Regions from separate parts of the Drosophila melanogaster genome. Here region 2 is linked to region 1. Evidence: chromatin contacts called from public Hi-C data. All regions are on one chromosome and are shown on one strand. The core of a region is the stretch at or near the end of the contact, and the rest is flanking DNA. Distances in the headings are between cores, read along the strand shown. Region 1 holds the start of CG33293. Region 2 holds the start of lds (lodestar).

Evidence for each region. A called contact is a pair of places that touch in the nucleus more often than the background predicts.
Region 2: a contact with region 1 is called in a Hi-C map of the Kc167 cell line, with 2.4 times the contacts expected there. The contact joins the promoter of lds here to the promoter of CG33293 in region 1. A contact is called at or near these places in 5 of 107 Hi-C or Micro-C datasets (the Kc167 cell line, the S2 cell line, cellular blastoderm embryo and 2 more).

The regions. Positions count from the first base shown.
Region 1 is chr3R:5,238,030-5,243,250 of dm6, forward strand. It overlaps CG33293, which reads right to left and starts at 2,706. Exons shown (of 2, transcript NM_206428.2): 1 at 2,611-2,706; 2 at 1,985-2,549. The coding sequence starts at 2,535. The coding sequence ends at 2,275. It overlaps CtsF (Cathepsin F), which reads right to left. Exons shown (of 6, transcript NM_169033.4): 3 at 1,463-1,590; 4 at 425-1,168; 5 at 184-365; 6 at 1-127.
Region 2 is chr3R:7,917,962-7,923,853 of dm6, forward strand. It overlaps lds (lodestar), which reads left to right and starts at 2,470. Exons shown (of 5, transcript NM_080111.4): 1 at 2,470-2,637; 2 at 2,706-3,874; 3 at 4,176-4,500; 4 at 4,586-5,442; 5 at 5,507-5,892. The coding sequence starts at 2,568. CG10445 reads right to left here and starts at 2,338. Exons shown (of 5, transcript NM_001260045.1): 1 at 2,217-2,338; 2 at 1,901-2,161; 3 at 1,443-1,840; 4 at 1-1,316. The coding sequence starts at 2,051. It overlaps scaRNA:MeU2-C41 (small Cajal body-specific RNA : MeU2-C41), which reads left to right and starts at 3,991; the gene lies at 3,991-4,112.

The DNA of each region.
Region 1 (5,221 bases), core at 1,456-3,955:
TTGGGATAGTCGGAGACGCCATACCCCACAACTAGAACACCGTGGTCGAGGTTTTTCTTGGAGCACAGGGCCTTCCACGGATGGGAAACTCCGCCGCGATAGAACTGCATAGCATTCGCATTGATGCCTAGAGAAATGATCTGGTTAAGTGGGCTTTGGGGTTAATTTTCTGCATCGACTTACCGATCGAAATGGGACCATTGGCGAGAAGCCACTCCTGCATGGCGGTCTCATTTCCCTTCGGCAGATCCACGAAGCCGGCAACCTGAACGTGGGACAAAGTCCTGTTGAAGTGGCACTGATTCTTTTTGGCCTTGTATGGGTACTCAGCCTCGTACTCTAGGCCGCCAATATCCTTAATGGCCCTGCGGAGGAATTATTACATAAGTATCTACATCGTAATGTTCATTCCCTCGTAACTTACTTGTAAGCATTGTCCATGAGGCCGCCGTTGCAGGCACTATCCGTGGTATCACAGTCCAGCAGCTCCTGTTCGGAGAACTCTTTCAATTCGCCCGTTTTCACTGCGTACAGGCCTTCGATGTTGCCGGTCACACTGAAGGCCCAGCATGAACCGCAGGATCCCTGATTCTTCACCTGGGTGACAGCATCCTTCTGCCTCCAGTCAAACTCCTTCGGCAGTTCACCATGGTAAGCCGGTACGACAGCCGCCGATCCGCCAGTGGCCTTTGCCTCATCACGCTGCCAGAGTCCCGTGCGTTCCTTGTATTCCGAGCTGGTCATATCAGCAAACTCCGTGATGCCGTACTTGGCGCTGCCCATCTCGTTGGCGTTTAGCTCCTCGATAGTCTTCAGGTTCTGACGGAAAATGCGCAGGCGCATCTGGCGCTCGGCGGTGCTTACGTAGCGACGGCCAAATCGCACCTGGAACTTGTAGAAGAGGTGGTCCACCTTGTCAAAGCGATGGCTGTGCTTCTTGTGCGTCTTCTTCTCGGCCCACTCCACGGATCGCGTGTGTCGGGCCTGGACCACCGGCTGGTTGCGGCACTTAAAGGTGATTTCGTGCTCATCCTTCCTCACCCAGACCTTTGTCCAGATATCCACGATACAGCGGTGCTGCTCCTCCGACCCGTCGATTAGATCCGCATCGATGCGGGTCAAGATGCCTGAATCCACTTGCCGCGAGGCTGAGTATACTTTCACAATTCTAGAGCACAGCAAACGAGCGAGTCAATTATAATGAATCAGACAAATCTACTTAATGCTTATTAATATAATAAAATGAAGAAAATCCTACAAGTTCTTCAAAAGTGTGTACGTTACATTTTTGAATAGTTTCTGAACCTTACTTCTCTACATTCTGCATGTTTAGTCTTAACTTTCTAGCTTTTATGGTTATGACCAGATCAACTCAGATTGTAACTCTGTTACGCTAAATCTAGCATACCCTTTGCTCTTACATTATTGGTTTAGTCACTTGAATTAATGGATACAAGCTTACTTGTAATGGGGACCCTCTCCCGCGGTCAGTTTGTCCAGAGATTTTTGCAGCTGCGCCTTCGCCGCCTCTTCATCGTAAGGCTTATGCCTACCCAAGATATCGTTCGCGCTGCGTCTGCTGCGATGGACCTGCAAAAAATGTATACATGCATAAAAATCTGGGACAATGTTGATAACATAGTAATCTAGCTTAATTACATAAACAGTAACTGCATGGCCATGGTCCAATCATCCGTCTGTTCATATAAACAAGAAATGCTAGAAAATGTAGTTTACGCATTCTACTGACGCAGATGCAGCACATGACACACAGCAATTGCAATAAATGAACTTTTCCTCTCGAATTTTCTTTATTTTTTGCACATTTCCATCAAGATTCCACTTCCACTTCATGAGTAATGGGTATTTAAAAGCCTTTCAAACGGATGCCATTTAATTCCAGGCTAGTTCCAACTTTTTATGGAATCTCGGAAATATTCCAATCTCGATTTATAAGCTCAGTAAACCATAAAAAGTGTTCACCATTGATTGTTTAATTTTAATGTCGCTAAAACGTCGAGATTAACGCGAACTACTCGTGAAAATATAAAATTTTACAATAACATGCTTTTTGGGGCTATATCTTCGATTAAAATATTTGTTTTCGTTCTCCGTCCACGTAGAGCGCATACAATGAAGATTCCGTCTGACCAAAATTTGGAGAAGCGGTTTCACGAATCGAACTACTTGAATGCCAACTGCTTCGAATGCGAAATGAACTAACTGCGCTGTGGCCCAGAACCATATCGGTGAACAGGAGATGGGGATCGAGAATCAAAGACCGCATTCAAAGGGCACAATGTAGTCGTCTAGCAGCCGCACGCGGCGGAGTCTTCCTTGCGAGTCCACGCCCACGTCACCGCCACTGGATGCAGTCTGCTGTCCGACTTTGAGCCCCTCCTCCTCCTCATTCCTCAGCTCAACCTGGTGTCGCTGCACCACCAACATGCCGGCTGCTATTGCCGCCTCCTGGCGCAGCCATCCGGACATGATCCAGACACGGCGAATGCAGGTTGTCAGTGCGAATCGTTCCATAATGGAAGGAATCTCTGCACAAACCGTGTTTATCGATCAATAAACTTTAAAAAAAAATGTTAAGTATTTACGCACCTTACAAAATATTAAAAAATATATGTCTAGTGGCTTCGGACTGAGGTAACCGAGTAATGTAAACTGAATTTGGACTGGGACGCAAACGACATTGACAACTTAGCTCGACTCCAGGCCCTACTTTGACCTTTATTTTCGAAATGTTTTGCAGGTAGTCCTTACCTCCTTTTATATACCTTCATTATTTCTTTAGGCTTGAATGGGAAACAGACAAGTGAAGATTCCATTAATCCTATACAATATATCCCACCCATACATTCCACGCATCACGCCAAAAGACAAGCCAAATCAGCCCTTTGTTTGCTGTCTGTGAGTTCGCTAATCTTGTGCTAATTACGGAACAGGGAAACACTTATCCATTACAAACAGACACACAGCTGTCACCACATCAGACCTCCGACACCACGAGCAGTGGTGGGTAGGAGTGGAGGGAACATAAGTTATATGCGAATGTAGGTAAAACAAGGATATGTCTGAATTTACATTACCGAATCTGACAAAACGACACATCGTTCTAGTACACGTGGCTGGAAGAGTTTGCGGCAAGGAACATGGCGGTCCAAAGGCATCTCCCATCCCCCAGAATGTGGGATACGCCAACAATAACATCGACAGACACAAGCGGCCCATAAACCATTCAATGCTGAACACAAAACCAATTAAACCAAACATTTCGGCTGGATATTCGTTTGCCGCCTGGCATCGATGATGGTACGAGTAATATGTTGATGCCGTTGATGGGAGTTGGTTTCTGAGGATCCGGAGCCCCAGTCTCTGCCAAATCCACACCCACAGCCAGGAGCCAAATGTCTGCTCCTGCTGTCACACCCGGGCAACTGGCATGGCGAATGCGAATAAGGATTGCAGGTGGAACCACACTCGAAACATTTTATGGCCTACAAGGGCTAGGAAAACATGTAAGTTGAGGAGGAAAAGAACGAATTATATCTTCTATACTACTGTTTGCCCTTGGAGGGAGTTATCCATATATACTTATTTATTCAAAAATTCCAATGTGCGGCTTTAGAAACTTTCAAGCCGAAATGCAGTGCAAATACTTTTGAAGTGCAGGAGGTCACCTATGTAGCGACAACAATACCGAATGGAATGTAATGGCTACGACGTGTGTATAATTAAAAATACAGGAACACAAAAAGAGGCCGTCGCTGGAACTGGGAGTCCGTGGTCATCCCTATAGATGTGTGCATACTGTGTCCGAACATGAATTCATTAAGCTGCCTGCTAAGCACTCCCTTTTCCAGCCTCATCTCAGTTCAACTGGCCTGGCCTACTATCCAACCCATTTTAGCCCATCCCATCGCATCCTATCCCATCTCATTCCATCGAGACGGGGGGAACTGTTAATTCAAATGTGTATTTCAATAAGAATTATATCGTAAATGATGTTTCCACGACCCTGGGGCAACAGAGGAGAACCCTGGGCATGGAGTATGTGGCTCCTGTGGGTGGGAGCAGTGTGCAATGGTCCGTGAAATCCATTCGGATGTATAGACAGTGAAGTGCTGAACGCGGCGCTATACTTTCTGACAGTTGCCGTAAATCAGCAATGCAACTGAACTGAATGGTTCTCGTTTTCAAAGCACTTAATTAATTTATTCCGCGATGACTTTTCCAGGAGCTCATTAGGCACTTATATGGGTTGGAAATAATGTTGGCAAAGGAATTTCCGATTGTTGAACATGTCCAACGAAGATTGAAGCGAATTATCGCGTTCAAATGTAATTTATTTCCCTCTTCGGCAGCTGGATTTAAACAAAGTAATTAAATAATGGATTTATTAATTGGAAGTCAAAAGTTACACTCCCCGCAGTGGCTATTTAATTCCTAAATCCGGTAAAGACCAAATGCCCCTTCAGTTTAAATTCAATATGGTACAATGTAGATACTCCTGCTCACAAAATTTCCAATCAATGGATTGCGATCAAACGGCTCACACTTGGAAAACCCACGCTCTAGAGCAGCGTCGCCACCATTAAAATTGCAGATTGTGTCATTGATTACTTAACCCCTTATGCTCTCGACGCGAAGTCGGGTGGAAAGTGGCCACCGACCGCCGGAGACAAATCGCCCAGACCCACTGTGCGTGGCACCACAGAGCCAACTGCTGTAAAAAGTAGAGCACAAGGATAATGAGAACACTTGCCTCGCACCACTCTGTGTATTTCAGCTTCTGTCGACACCGCGGGCACTACACGGCGAGCGGGAGGGGAATCCTGAGCCTCCACCCACTTAACCTCTCATACATACCGGCACTTGGGGCCAACCCAACCCCAGTTCACAGCCAAGACATATAGACAGGTGCAGATGGCCCCTGCACAGGTGCCACGAATACGGCTAAGATACGGCGGGTTAAACAGATTGCGGCCGTAATTTGAGAGCGGAAACTCATTTGATTATTAAGGTGAAATAAGTGTTCTGCCATGCCGACGAACCCAACCATCATCATCACATCGCCATCGTCATCAGGTGAAAAGGCAGGCTTAAATAAATTCAATTAAATAACATTTTCCTTTTTTATTGTTCGCATTAGGGTGAGTATGTATAATGAGTGGGCTGAGTATTTATATGAGAAAGACAGAGACTCTGAACG
Region 2 (5,892 bases), core at 1,220-3,719, 2.7 Mb after region 1:
AGGAATCTTTCGTAGATCTCGTTGTACCTTTCGTCGGACATATGTCCGGCTATAAACTGTGGGGTTCTTTCCAGAGAGTAATAATTTAAATCACTGTTGCCCTTCTCGCGTTGGAGCAGGAACTGTGTAAAGATTTTTTTGGATATGGCAGACAGGATCTGGTACACGGCCATTTCAGTTTTCGATAGCTGTACGCATATAAGTTCAATCTTAAGGGAAGGCAGCGCAGGCATGTCGCCAGATGCCTGTAGCTTTTGCTTTGTCCTGCGCAGCATTAGTGGTTTTATTATAAAGTTAAGTCGGCGATGTCCGAGCATGCTTTCGTTTAGGTTCTTTTTCCACTGCTGGAGGTCCTGAAAGTTTGGTACATTTACAAACCGCAGCAGGGCGAACACATCGACGCCCCGATTCTGGACAGGCGTTCCAGTCAGGGCCCAATGACAATGCGCCCGCAACTGGCATACAGAGTTACAGCAGTTGGTTTTAGAATTCCGAATGATGTGAGCTTCGTCGAGGATCACGCGGTTCCAGTACACGGCGAACAGTGGAGAAGTGTTTCCATATCGTTTAAGCTCGTTTACTACGAGATTATACGAGGTAATGACTAAATCATAGCTCCTGAATGCCTCTATTCCGATTTCATGGCGATTGGGTCCGTGAAAAGTCAGCACCCTAATGGCATTTTGCGCTACCTTGGAGGCCACCTCATGGGCCCACTGACACATAACGCTCATGGGGCAAACAACTAATGTGTTTGCCGAGGGATAGCGGCCGTTTGATAAGTGCTCCTCCTCTTCATCCGAACTGAAAACCTCTGGTTCGGGAGTCTTTGCTAGCAGATCTTTCTGTTCATCCTCCACTACAGCTTTGTCTCCGGCATCATTATCATCATCATCCAAAATTCGAAATTGATTGATTTTTTTAGTCTTCACGTGACAGGTGCGCTTCTCCGGCGGCTCGTACTGCTCCTCCTCCTTTCCAGACTCTTCTTCATCATCAAACATGCTGATTTTACGGATTTCCTTACAATATACTCGATTAAACTCCTGAGTCCACTTTAACGTCAAGGCTTTCTTCTTTTCTTCTCGTTTTCTGTTCTTAGTTTCTTCCGAAGCCAAGATTAGGGCTATCATAGATAGAGTTTTTCCAAGGCCCATGTCGTCGGCAAGGATTCCTCCAGAGATCTTCTGACGCTCACGAAATTGCATCCATTTCAAGCAAGACTGCTGATGCTTTAGCAGGCGCACTAACAGCAAAGCGGGTTGCTTTTCCAAGTCATCGATTGCAGGACGTGGCTGAATGGGCTCATACAGGGTCTAGAATAGGGCGCATTTAAAGATTTAAAAATATACAATTTATAAAAGTACTAATAAAAAGCATAAAAGCAATTAATCCTGGCTATTAAACCATTAATCCTTGGTGTGCAATAGTCAGTATTTTACCTTCAGACTGTCGATTATGTTGCTCTTGTGCTGATAGAACTGCGCTGCAGTGTGGTTGGCCTTTTGTCGATAGCGGTTCAGACCGGAGTACAAATTGCTCCACTTGGGCTGCTCGGTGTGGTCCACCAGTTCCGAGTTATCTTCGATTTTGATCTCCTGCTGGTCCTCCCGCAAACGCAAAGTGTCCAGGAATTCGCCCAGCGCCTCCAGGCGGGCATTGAGCTTCTCCAGGTGCAACTTTAAATCGCAAAGCTCCTTGGTTTCGGACGCGTTCTCCTCCAGTTGCCGCTGCTGCTGCTCCATTGTGAGTATCTTTTGCACCAGCTGATCGATCTGTGCTTTTTTTTCGTTATACTCCGAAGCACTGACAAAAATTGCACTTTCATTGTCGGCATATTCTGTTGGGGAAAGGTCGAGGTAAGTAAGAAGAAGTGGCATTGCATGTTCCAGGTTCTTACCACCTGACAATTCGAGACTGTCAACTGGCTCAGGCTCCATCCAGTTGTTAATTTCACCAGAGCTGTCCGGCACGGGGACGCTGCTCTGGTCTTGAATGCTGCACGATTGTTTGTGGATTTCGGTTGTATCTGATGGTGAAGATGATTCCATTGGGTATATTGGACTGCTTCCATACCTGGATTGGGTATTATTTAAGCTTGAGATCACAGATAAACTGCAACACGGCGGCAAGTCCGATCTCGAACACGGACTCCGTGGAACTGAAAACGACTCTATTAGGATGAACAACAAAGTAAATGCTCCCGGAAAACCTACGATCTAATTCCATTTGATAACTAAAAGCTCAAAAAACGAAGCGACAAGTTAAAAGATTCATTAAATCTTTTAAAATAAACACCGGGTAATCGATAATCGATTTTAAAAGGTGCATTATAACCGATCATTTCGTTGCGAAGCGTTCACACTGTGGGCAGATGGTACCAAAATATGTGCAGTAGGCTCGATTTTTGATGTTTAAACTATTTGGCCTGCCACACGACTCGGCGCGATCTTCTGCTTTCTAAAATATCGATAGTTTGTGGCATTGTTTTGATCAGGTGGCATCTCCATTCTGAAATAAATGGCGCTGATTTACAAGCATTTTTTGTAAAATACCTATAGCTAAAAATGTCCAGTGAAAACAGCGAGTATTATAGTGACAAGGAGGAAGACTCGGTGGTCAACAACTCCAGTTTAGGTAAGTAATTTTTGGATCGCTTTTAGTTTGGTGCCCAGTTCATGTCATTCACTTAACATGCAATACAGGCCGATCAAGGAAATCCTCGCGGCTCAGCAAATCGTCGCGACTCAGCAAATCCTCGCGCCCCAGCAGCGCTGGCGTGGTTATAGATGAAACGCAATCAGAGGAGGAAGAGTCCCAGTCGAGTGAGACTGCGGAATCCGAAAAGTCCGATGAGTCCGACAACTCGCAAAATTCCCAGGAGTCAGAAGACTCTGAGGACGACAGCGTTCGTCCGTCCGCTAGGAACACTAAGAGGAAGCCCTTGGGAATCCCCTCCGATAGCGAGGATGAGGAGGACGAGCTGGAACAGCGCGCTTTGTCACCCAGCACCCGCATGAGCATCACTGGAGTGCGGCCTCAGGATCTCAGCGATGACGACAGCGAGATCGAGTACAGCGATGAAGTGCAGGAGGGACCCACGGAGGCACCCACTGCCGAAGCGGTCGTGCCGCGCTACACCACACAGTTTGCTGGTAATATACAGAACGACCTCCATTCGACGATTGGCGCTGCGGATTCTGAGGTCTTGGACGACTCCAGTGGCAGTGATGTGCTCATACTCAGCAACAAGGAGACACCTATTGAGATACTATCCAGCACAGACGACGATGCCACCACCAATAAGGAAAACATGTCCGGCCCGCCGTTTGAACGCCCATCAAAGTCTTTGTCGCCCAGAAGCAGTGCTGGCGCTTCGGTGGTCAAGACAAGCAAGAATCTCAGTCAGCCAACAATACAAGCGGTTCTTAAGCAAAAGACATCTCCTGCCGCTCCACGTCGATCTCGGATTAAGAGCGAGGACCAGAAGGTGGTCAGCCAGGTGGTCTACGATGAGGAGATGCGTAAGCTGGCCGAAAAGCGCGTTCAGGTAAGCGATGCGGAGAAGCTCTTCGAGAAAGTGGCCCACAAGCTGCCCGATAAGGGCAGCCAGATTATGAAGCGCATTGACACCCTGCGCCGTGAGCTCGCAATGGACGAGCAATGGATTAGCGCACTAAGGGTTCAGCAGAGTAATGTGCCTGCCGTCAGAGTGGTTAAGCCAACACTAAATCCACCCAGAGCTCCATCAATCGATACTCTTGACTGGGATGAGTTGTCGGAGGCGGTCAATGAAATAAAGCCCGTCTACACGGGTGCCCAAGGAATGGCCACATTTAACAACCAGAAGGCACTGACCCTGGAATCGCTAAAGGTAAGGTTAATAGGGCTGTCAAGTTAGTTCGTCTAATATATAGTCTTAGGATGTATTTTCAAGTCCTATGCAATTATTGCTAGTACCTAAAAACCAAAGACTATCTTTTGCCTTACTCCATGTGATGAGTCAGAACGGATATCTGAGAAGCGTGCTCATACTTGGCAGTCGCTGGGCACGAGTTACTGTGCGGTGGCTGTCCAAGAGCAGGCCATGATTAAAACCTCGAATACTGAATAAGTGATTCGTGCATTTTTTTTTTTTCATATATTTGCACAGAAATTAATGGTTGTTTTTGTAGGACCTCCACGTCTCACTCGAGGACCTTCCTGGACCCGAAGTGCTCGCAGAGGACCCTGTTGGCCTGAAGGTATCGCTTATGAACCACCAAAAGCACGCCTTAGCCTGGATGTCCTGGCGTGAACGTAAACTACCTCGGGGAGGAATCCTGGCGGACGATATGGGTTTGGGCAAGACTCTAACCATGATCTCGTCTGTCCTCGCTTGCAAAAATGGCCAAGAAATGTCCGAAGGCAAAGATGAGAGCAGTGACAGCGACAGTGAGGATGATAAAAATAAGAAGCGAAAAAGCGTGACCGGATGGAAATCCAAGGGCCGTAAAGATAGTAAGTCGCAGTTAGGGTGTTTCTGTTTTATATTCTTAAATTCAATAGCATCATATAAGTGGCGAATATATATTACATTTTCCAGCGCGTAGGGGCGGCACATTGGTGGTGTGCCCTGCCAGCTTGCTGCGTCAGTGGGAGAGCGAGGTGGAGTCGAAGGTTTCGCGTCAGAAGCTGACCGTTTGCGTGCACCATGGCAACAATCGGGAGACGAAGGGAAAGTACCTTCGAGACTACGATATTGTGGTGACAACCTACCAAATTGTGGCGCGGGAGCACAAGAGCTTGAGTGCTGTGTTTGGTGTCAAGTGGCGGCGGATCATTTTGGACGAGGCGCACGTGGTGCGCAATCATAAATCGCAGTCATCATTGGCGGTGTGTGATTTACGTGGCAAATATCGTTGGGCATTGACTGGCACTCCTATTCAAAACAAGGAACTGGATGTCTATGCCCTGCTCAAGTTCTTGCGCTGCTCGCCCTTTGATGATTTACACACGTGGAAGAAGTGGATTGACAACAAGAGTGCTGGAGGGCAAAACCGGCTCAATCTGCTAATGAAGTCACTCATGCTAAGGCGCACCAAAGCACAGTTGCAATCGGACGGCAAGCTGAACAGCTTGCCCAATAAAGAGCTGCGCCTGATCGAGATCTCGCTGGACAAGGAGGAGATGAATGTTTACCAAACTGTAATGACTTATTCCAGGACACTGTTCGCTCAGTTTCTCCATCAGCGCGCCGAGAGAGAAACTGATTTTAATTACAGAAGCGATGCCAATAAACCAACCTACAATCAAATTAAAGATCCCAATGGGGCATATTACAAAATGCACGAAAAGTTTGCCAGAATGGCTGGAAGCAAAAAGGAGGTAAAATCTCATGATATATTGGTGTTACTGCTGCGTCTTCGACAAATTTGCTGTCATCCTGGCCTTATTGATGCGGTGAGTTCGATTAAAAAATAGTTCCATTACCATAATTTCAATTGTCCAAAAAAATTATTTTAAGATGCTGGATGGAGAGGAATCCCAGACCATGGGAGACCACAGTAGTGACAGCGATACACCCGAAATCGATTTGTTGGCCCAGCTCAATAAACTCGCAATTACGGACACCTCCACCGACGGTCAGCAATCGGTTGCCAATGCAGGTGACGACGGTCCTCCGCTATTGCCGGATGAAGCCCGCATTGCCAAGGCCTCCAAGAATCTGCTGAAACGCAGCAACCCGGTATTTAATCTGCATCGTCCCTCTTCAAAAATTAACATGGTGATACAAATCCTTAAGACATCGATTCTGAAGAGCTCGGACGACAAGGCCATAGTAGTATCTCAGTGGACGTCAGTGTTAGACATTCTTCGCGACCATTTGAGTAAGGATGGTGTGGCGACCTT